2 separate regions of the Pan troglodytes genome follow, and region 2 is linked to region 1. The links are chromatin contacts, called in public HiChIP or PLAC-seq maps. All regions are on one chromosome and are shown on one strand. The core of a region is the stretch at or near the end of the contact, and the rest is flanking DNA. Distances in the headings are between cores, read along the strand shown.

What was found. HiChIP or PLAC-seq counts read pairs in DNA pulled down with a chosen protein or histone mark.
Region 2: an H3K4me3 HiChIP or PLAC-seq map of stem cell-derived excitatory neurons shows a contact between it and region 1, with 4 times the contacts expected there. The contact joins the promoter of COG2 here to the promoter of ARV1 in region 1. A contact is called at or near these places in 1 of 7 Hi-C or Micro-C datasets (stem cell-derived neural progenitor cells) and 1 of 1 datasets of contacts at active chromatin or transcription factors (stem cell-derived excitatory neurons).

The regions. Positions count from the first base shown.
Region 1 is chr1:18,206,702-18,211,500 of NHGRI_mPanTro3-v2.0_pri, forward strand. It overlaps ARV1 (ARV1 homolog, fatty acid homeostasis modulator), which reads right to left and starts at 2,760. Exons shown (of 6, transcript XM_016940784.3): 1 at 2,325-2,760. The coding sequence starts at 2,498. TTC13 (tetratricopeptide repeat domain 13) reads left to right here and starts at 2,686. Exons shown (of 21, transcript XM_054660048.2): 1 at 2,686-3,044. The coding sequence starts at 2,774.
Region 2 is chr1:18,542,303-18,547,101 of NHGRI_mPanTro3-v2.0_pri, forward strand. It overlaps COG2 (component of oligomeric golgi complex 2), which reads right to left and starts at 2,630. Exons shown (of 18, transcript XM_001148147.6): 1 at 2,360-2,630. The coding sequence starts at 2,431.

The sequences.
Region 1 (4,799 bases), core at 1,510-4,009:
ACCAGATAGGAGTTACAACAATAGTTCAGGTAGACATCATGGTGGCTTGGATGAGGACTGTAGCAGCAGTAGTGAGAAGTAGTGGATTCTGAACATAATTTGAAGACAGAACAGGATTTGCTGAATAACTGAATACGGGATGTGAGAGGAAGAGTAGCAATAGGGATGACACCAAGGTTTCTTGGTCTTAGGAGTTAAAATGGTAAAGTTGCCATTAACTGTGATGGGTATATTTGAGCTGTCTATTGAAATCCAAGTGGAGAAGTCAAGTAGGTAGTTGGACATTTAAGTCTGGAGTTCAGGGAAGAGGTTCAGGGTAGAAATATAAATTTGGAAATTGTCAAAATTTTGACGGTATTTAAAGCCATGAGACAGAATGAGCTCTTCAAGGGAAAGCATGCAGACAGAAAGAGGCACGATGACTATGCGTTGGAATACACCATGATTAAGAGGTAAGGGAGGTGAAGCAAAAGCAGAAAGGAGATTGAAGGGTAATAGCCAGTGAAGTAAGAAGACAATAAGAAGAGCACTGAATCCTGGGAAGCGCACACAGCATTTCAAGGAGGAGGAAGTAATGAGGTAAAATGCTGCTGATCATTAACTGAGAATTGACTACTGGATTTAGCAAAGTGGAAGTGGTGATCTTAACAAGAACAGTTTCTAATGAAATGCGGGTGGGAACGTGACTAAAGCAGGTTCAAGAGAAACTAGGAAAGGAAATAGACAGTACAAACATATCTTAGAAGGTCTGCTTTCTAATTAAGAAGAAAGAGCAGAAGCTAAAGGGGGAAGTGGCAGCAAGTGTATTTTGTTGGTGGTGTTGGTTTTTTTTTTTTGATGGAATAAGTAACAGTATGCATGCTGGTGGGAATGATTCAGCAGAAGGCAGAAGAAGACAGTACAGTAAAGAAATAACAAATGCTAGTATTGGGTTTATGTTGTTGCAAACCTAGTGGAAGTTCTCTTCTGTTTTCGCAGTGGCTCATGCCTGTAACCCCAACACTTTGGGAGGCCGAGGTGGGTGGATCATTTGAGGTCAGGAGTTCGAGACCAGCCTGGTCAACATGGTGAAACCTGGTCTCTACTAAAAATACAAAAATTAGCTTGGCGTGGTGGTGTGGGCCTGTAATCCCAGCTACTCGGGAGGCTGAGGCAGGAGAATTGCTTGAACTTGGGAGGCAGAGGTTTTAGTGATCTAAGAGTGCCCCACTGCACTCCAGCCTGGGTGACAGAGGGAAACTCTATCTCAAAAAGAAAGAAAGAAAGAAAAAAAACACCGAAATAAGATTGCCAGAAATCATGAAAGGCCTATATGAGGTTAATCGTCACAAATTTGTTTTTCCCCAGCAACGTACTGCTGCATGGGTACAGGGACAAGACCAGGCAATATGTTGGATTTAACAAGGGTTGACATTTTGACAAAAGAGGGAAAGTACTTGAGAGAGGAACAGGAAATTGAGGGTGTATGCACCAGAACGTTATGTGGTTGACAGATTATACAGGTATACACTCAGTTTGTCAATTCTCTTGTATATTACTACAGACCATAATTTACTAAAGAGATTAGAAAATCACAAGATCTGAAATGGGACAAAAATGTACTGTCTATTCTGTGACAGGTTCTTTGCTAATTAATACCCCCAAAGAACCTCCAACTTTGTAGACTCTTTAAACATAAGATTATTCTCTCTGCCGTAAAATAAAGAAGGGAAAGAGTAGCAGGAGACTCCATAGAGCCTTATAAGCCAGTTCAGGGATTCGGGCCTTAACTCTGAGATGGAAAATCATCAGAAAGTTCAAGGGTATTCTACGAACACCTTGAAATGAGAATTTTTACTTCCTCACTTTTGGGTTTTGTACCACCAACGTCTAGCATAATGCTTTGTACACTGTAGACATCCAATAACGACAATTGATGAAACCTTTAAAAAGCATCGTAGGTGAATTCAACATGGGTTGTGGAGGGTAAGGATGGTACCATCTCTCTGTAAAAGGGAGAAGAGCTAGAAGGAAGTAGCTTTGGCATGAACCAAAATGTCAACCTAATTGATCTTTAAATTTCTCTGCAAAATGCCCACATCTACCTCTGTCTGTCGGTCCGGTCCGTTCGCCGGCTTAGGTCATATCACCCAAATATGCCCCAGTATGAGAAAAGCGCTGTCGGGTAGCTGAGTTCTCTATCAGTACAGATATTCATGCAAAGATCCCGGGCGGGAATGTCAACTACCGAACTAAAGACTGTATCAGAGGACCCTGCTCCTCGCGGTCCCCAAATCCCACCGCGCCATTTTCTTCTCAAGGGCACCCCACATCTGACAACTCACACAGATGGTTATCTTCAGCACACCGTGGTTATAGTCTCGGTACAACTCTTTGGCCTCCTGGTTGCATTCGATGCACCTGTACTGGCAGGAGGCCGAGGCAGCAGTAGGAGTCGCTGCCACCCCACCCACGTTCCCCTTCCCCTGCTGCAGGCCGCTCCGCCCGCCGTTGCCCATTTCCACTCAACTGCAGTCCAGAACTTCCGATTCTGTGGAGGGTAAGACGTCAGACGCCAGACCGGAAGACTTGCGCCGCGCGGGGCTTTTGGGATTCGTAGTCCCGGCACCGGCAAGGCCGCCCCGGGCTGGCCGAGCTGGGACTACCATTCCCAGCACACAATGCTTCTCCCCTTGTCCCACCCCCTTGCCACGGTCCACCTGCCCGCCGTAGGTTAGAGGCGGGGAGGCCTGAGAGCCGGGCCAGGGCTGTCGCACATGCGCCTTGAGGGAAGATGGCACCTGCCGGCTGCTGCTGCTGCTGCTGCTTCTGGGGCGGCGCTGTGGCCGCCGCGGGCGCCGCCCGGCGTGTCCTGGTGCTGCTGCTGCTGGGGGTCCTGTCCGCCGGGCTGCGGCCAGGCGCCCTGGCCACCGAGCACTACTCGCCGCTCTCCCTGCTCAAGCAGGAGCTGCAGCACCGGCAGCAGCAGGAGGCCCCGGCGGGCGGCGGCGGCTGCAGCCCGCAGTCCGGGGACTGGGGGGACCAGTACTCTGCCGAATGCGGCGGTGAGTGGGCGGCGGCGGGCGTCCGAGTCGGCCGGGGCGGCGGGGCAGCGGGGCTGGGGTCCCGGGCCGGGGTACGGGTCGCCCAGGCCTCATGCCTCCGGCTGCAGCGCGCGATCCGCGGGAGCCGGCTCAGCCAGGGGTCCTGTCGGGCAGCTTCCCGCCGCTGCCACCCACGCCGCCGCGCGCCCTCCTGCAGCCGCCTTTGGGCAGGGCGGCGAGTCGAGAAATGAGCTGACAGCATGCTCCTGGGGCCAGGGCGGCCTCTTCTGAGTTTGAAGCAACTGTTGGAAGGGTGGCGGAGGAGATGGCAGGTGGCCCGGGGCAGCCCTGTTCCCGCCGCCGGCCTCCCGAGGATGCCGAAGGGGCGAGGGAGGGGCGGGCGGACGAGCAACCAGCCCGGCGGCTTGCGGAGCCCGCCCCCGGAGGGAGACGCCTGGCACATCTTAGGCCTGGAAATCAGGCTTCCTGACCTCCCGGGTTAATGTCTCGTATACAACAGTTCCTAAAAATTCGATCCCTGGAATGGAAAAAAAGAGCAAGCCCATCTTATCTGCTCGTTGACATCTTGCTTCCAGTTGTTTAAGATTAACCTGCGATCTGTCAGGTGTCTCCCAGAGGGAAAAAAGGCCCCTGCAGGCCTTGAGCCTGTGTGTCAGTGCCGTGTGTATATTGGAGCTACGCCAGCTCATTCATTAAGAATGGGCGCTATTGGCTTCAGTTTAATAAATCATAGCAGATGCCTCTGGGACAAAATACATGTGTACATTTTTTTGTTTTGAAGTTCTGTCGTGGGTCTTTTTACCCATCAATCTCTTCCCTTTCTCTTTCCCCCTTCTCTGTGTGAGTTCCCTTATGGCTTGCTTTGGGAAGGGCCTGAGTCTACCAAACCCACTAGGAGATGGTTGCTTTTAAGACTTGGCAGTGGTTTTCTTCGGCGTTGTGTACCTGGGAAAACAATACCTTTTTTTTTTAGTTGAGATGAGACGTCAAGATTAGCACAATCTGATTTCCTTTTAGCACAGTCTGACTTCCTTGAGGAAGTGTCACTCACTGAGAGGTTTGTGACTTTTTTATTTTGCGGTAGGCCTTAGCTGGTAACGGCGTAAGTAACACGGCCAGCCTTGCACGGTGGAGAAAGAATGGCGTTTACTTACCTCTGTCACTTTCTGTATCTCTGAGCAAGTGAATTACCTGTCTTTGTAAAATGCCTCCTCTGTAAGTGGAAAACACTGTTCACCTAATTGTGGGGTTGTATTTTCCTCACGAGGGTGCTGTGAGGGAAATGAGAAGTAGCCGACATATATTGAGTGCTTGCTGTATGCCAGGTGCTGTTATAAGTGCTTTAGGTCTATGAGCCTGGTATATTAGTCTATGAGCCTGGTATATTAGCCTATCAGAAAAACAATAACCACCTCATTAGATGGTGGCTCATTTTCTGAGATGAACAAGCTGAAACATAGTGAAATTGTCATCTTCTTGAGATCCCACAGCTGCCAAAGGAGGAACCCATGTAGTCGGGCTCCAGACAAAACCTTTGTCTTAACCATTAAGTGATTGTAGGTAGGCAAACCACATCTGAAGTATTTAGTTGCATATGGTGCATGTTGGGTAAATTTCCCTTTCTCCTTTGCTCATGTGGTGCTCACTGGCTAAAGGAGCCCCAGCGTTTAGACAGTAGAAGGTATGTATCGATTAATATTATGATATATATTGGTATCATTGATGTTGGTGGCTTATTTGATTCTTTGGCATCAG
Region 2 (4,799 bases), core at 1,380-3,879, 340 kb after region 1:
GCTGACAAAGTCAACAGTATCATGCCACTACCACCTTTGACCCCTCAAGTGATTCGTTCATCTGCCACTCCTGCTTTTTGATCATTTACATAATATTTTTCACAAACTATCCCCTCCTGTATTTCTCAGATCTCATAAAAACCACTGAAATAACTTTTTAAGTAGCCTCCCGCCACCAGTCAGTTCCAATTGCAACATATATGATCATGTCATTTCCTGCTTTTAACCTGACTGTAACTCCACAATGAATACTAAATCAAGTGCAAATCCGTCAGTACAGTATACAAGGCCCATTGAAACCTGCACACAGCAGGTGATCATGGAATGCCCACTGACTGAACAATTGCTACCACTGCACTAGCATGCCCTCATAATCTATGGCAACCTAAACACAGTTTCCCACCAACACCAGAAGAGACGTAATACCAGAAGAGAGGTAATACCAGAAGAGAGTGGATTTCAAGCAACTTTAAATCTGGATTTTCAAGCAATCTCAAATCTCCCAATGCAAATGTCATATCCCAACCTTCTCACACGTACAAAACCTATCCAATTACAAAATGTGCTGAATGAGACACAAACATAGAAATATAGCCTGGACAAGTGTTCCAACCATCCTTTCTGCCATGGAAGTGCAACTTATATATAGTTTTATATGTTTAAGGCAACACAAATTGCAAATAACCTTTATCTTCAAGCTCCACCTAAAAAATCAACAACATTTTACACAGAACAGCTGTTCTATGTATTTTTTTCTATGTATGTTGTCACTTTTATAAGCACTACAAAATGTACGGCATATTCACAGAGCCACGAAATATGCAATTGCTGGCATTCCAGCCACCACCCCAGTTTGCACGCTAAGTTCTATTTTAGAACTTGTATTTCTGTGATTTCACTTCCTGAAGCTGCATTTACCAAAGGCATTCTGTCAACTCAGAGTGGGAAAGGTGGTGGGGCTAGTGAGTCAGAGAAGATGCTGGTGTTGAGCCTTAAGAAGTCAAGAGATGGACAAATTGAGATTATTCTGTACTCTGAGATTCTTGACGTCAACAAGGCCCCTGATCTCCGTGTATGGCCTTTCCTCTTCCAGGGCACCTCTCCCCAGCATGTACCCTTAGCTGTTTCTTTCTACTCTCATTTCAGGGTAACTCTTAGCCAGTAGGCAAAATGAAGGGTTTCTGGATCAATGAGTTGATTCTGTACATTCTTTGAGACATCCTAATGAAGTTACACCTTTTAGTACAGTGGTCTAATAGGCATATCACTTACAAGAATAAGGTACATTATTCCTGGGTATAGATAAGTCCTACATACGACAAATGATATGGTCACACTGAAGAAGATACAGATATACTTTAAAAAAAAAAACAGCTTTGGAGATGTAATCTGAATGCAAATATTATCAAAAAGAGATAGGCTAATTAATCTAGAAAAATAGAAAACATTATGTCACCAAGAAAGGCAGAGTAAGATTTCAACTCACTTGCTCAAAATTGTAGATGTCTACTAACAAGCTAAAACTTTTCGCTTTTTAACACTGAAAGCAGCTACAAAAAGGTGTCAAAAATCCTAGTCCTCAGGAAATTAAATATAAACATTTTTTGAATAGTTTAAGTGCAGACCCAGAGGGATGCACCAAGTAGGAGCAAAGCTCCTCCTAGCTCTCACTCAAAGCCTGGCCATTTTCAAGGCTGTACCTGATGAACTTTATCATCAGTGAAGTGTTTTCAGTTTATATTTCTTTTCTCTAAGTTTATGACCTACAACTACCAACTTCTTCAAATGCATCATGTAAAAAGAAGTAGAGCAACTTCTTTAAAGAGTAATGGTTTGCTTTGTCGTACTGCAATAGTCGGTAAGAATGTTCTAAGCTTCTAAATATCCCATTCTGGAAGCTTTAGCTGAATGTTAAGCAAAACTTCAGATTAAGTTCTTTTTCTTTCCGACCCGAGTCCCTAGGAAAGTACGTGGGCTTGGAGATTTATTCAACACACACTTAATGAGCTCCAAGGCCCCGGTCAACAAGCTTCTTTCCGACAAGGGGACTGGCAATCTGACTGCACTGCATGGTAGCAGGAACGGGTAACAGTTGCTTTGACATGCAGCTCAAAACCACTTGCCCAGAACTTTCAGGCCTTTCCATGTAACATGCACGATTTTACAGAAGTGCTTTCTCCAGGCTGCACCCGCCAAACCTGACGCCAAAAGACTCATTGCGAAGTGCAGCGAGGTCTCGGCGGAGGACCTGACACTGAGCGTGCGCAGGCAGGAGCAGCCGACCGAAGAGACGGCCACAGAGGGCACAGGGCAGAGGCATCCCCATGGCCCGGCTCCGGGGAGCGGACGCCGCGCGCACCTTCATGAACTCGTCCTTGTCGAAGCAGAGCGTGTCCGGCCCCTTGGGCAGGTTCATCCTACTTTTCTCCATCCCGCCGGCCACCACCTCTCAGTGCCAAGATCCAAGCGAGAAAACGCAGGAGGCTGCGCAGACGGACTCGGCGGCCGCGGCCACCGCCAGTTTCTACGGCACACGGGGTCCGCTTCCGCCAACATGGCAGCTCCCGCGCCGCGACCAATGAACGACGGCACCGCAAGCCGGCCTGCGCCTGGCTCTGGCCAAGAGGGGCGCGGGGGCCGCCGCTGCTGCGCGGGTAGGCCGTGCTGCCCTCATGCGGCGGAGGGCGGTACTGCAGCCTCGCGCGGGCTCCTGCAAGGCTGCCCACCTTCCTAGGAGGCGTGGCTGAGCTGCAGGGGTGGGTCAAAAGGGGTGAGCGGGTCTCCCTCCCACCCCCACCGTTTCTACTGGGAAAAATTGTCCTGCAACGCTTTTCCAGTGCCTTCTACCCTGAGACTGCTCTGCTTCGTTATGCATGGCCAGAAGTTGGCCCTTTGGTTCTCAGGCCCTTTTTCCAGGTTGGACGTATCACTGTGGTCGCATTCTTCACCTCCCTGTGCGCGGTCACTGCTGCTGATGGGCGCTAACGCCTCTATGGAGACCCCCGCCCTTAGCCTCTGTCCCCACAGAGAAGTGTAGCGTCTCCTCCACTGGGCTCCGTTACTGGGAACTCATAGGGAAGAAGGTGGTCAGCTAGGCGGCTTTGGGTCCTCTGAGTAGCTCCCTGCTCAACCTCGGTCTCCGTTCCAGGTGAGCAGCCTCTGAGCGCAACTTTGGGTCTTCAAGGTGCTTAAAGGAGTGCCTCGCTATCTGATTAAACACAGCAGACAAATACATGTGCATGCACATTTATTTTTAATTTCAACCAGGAATGGACAAATTTTTGTGTTGTGGCCAGTACTGGTGCAACCAAACCAATTTCTCAGACTGTCTTCCTCCTCCTCCCCCCACCCACCCCAATTTTATTCTGAAACGTTCTTCCTTTTTCTCCTCCCTTGCTTTTTTCTCCTCTTGTCCCTTCCGCTAGCTGTAAATACCGTGGTCAAATGATGATGATTCATTTTTCTTCTTTTCTCCTTGACATTCGGATGATTCAAACCACAAACCTCACTTCACACTCTTCATTCTGCAAACCTTTCCTTCCCGCTTCTGTTGAGGAATCTAGGCCTCTCCTCCCAATTTTTCTCCTTGGAGATAAGATTAATGCCATGATGGCCCGTAAAAAGGAATGGGACAGCAGAGGGTAAGACCTCACCATGAGACTTTGTATTTCAAGTATCTCAACTAGAAAACTGGTCACTTAAAAAAAAAATGTAGGCATAGAATCCAAAACGCTCTACTCCCTAGCACTGGACCTAGCAGGCCCTGTTGAAGAGCCTATTTCCTGCCAGTATCTACAGAACAGATGAACAGGATAAGAGCTGGAAGGTAGCTGGAGGATCAAAATATTCTGCCAGAGGAGCGATTGGGAAAAGTACATCCTAAGTCCCTGTTATGTTTGTTTTGCTGGAGGAAATGAAAACCTCATTTTCTGTTTAATTTTTTGTTTTCTCTTGTTATGAAAATTTTCAAGTACACAGAAGTCTGGAGAGCACAAGAACCCCACCCTATGTACTTAGCACCTCGCTTCAACCATCATCAACCTGTCTCCTCTGCCCCTCCCCACCCACCGCGTCGAGACTTTCTTTTTTTGTTGTTTTATATATATATATATATTTTTTTTTTTTTTTGAGACGGAGTTTCACTGTTGTTACACATGCTGGAGTGCAATGGCATGATCTCTGCTTACTGCAAACTCCACCTCCCAGGTTCAAGCGATTCTCCTGCCTCAGCCTCTCGAGTAGCTGGGATTACAGGCATGTGCCACCATGCCTGGCTAATTTTGTACTTTTAGTAGAGATGGTGTTTCTCCCTGTTGGTCAGGCTGGTCTCGAACCCCCGACCTCAGATCATCCACCTGCCTCAGCCTCCCAAAGTGCTAGGTTTACAGGCATGAGCCACTGAGTCCAGCCCTTTTATTGGAATATGTTTTAAAGCAAATTCTAAACACCATATCATTTCCTATCCCCTAATACCTCAGTTTACACATCAAAAGAAGAAAAAAAACCTGACATTTTATAACACCTAACAAAACCAACAATTCTAATAACCAATCTATAGTGGCTCTGAAAGGTGGGCCTTTATCCCAAGGTCACACTGTTAATAAGTGGCAAGTTGCAAACCCAGGCAGCCTGGCTTCAAAGCCCAGTACCAAGGCACGGGAGAGGATGCTGGACAGATGAAACAAAGATGTCTGCAACCCTGCCTTCTCTTTCGAGGCTCTGCAGGAAGTCTAGGTAAGCTGGAACTTGAACTCTTTCTTTCTTCACTGTAATTTCCTTCTGACATTGTTCCTGGGACT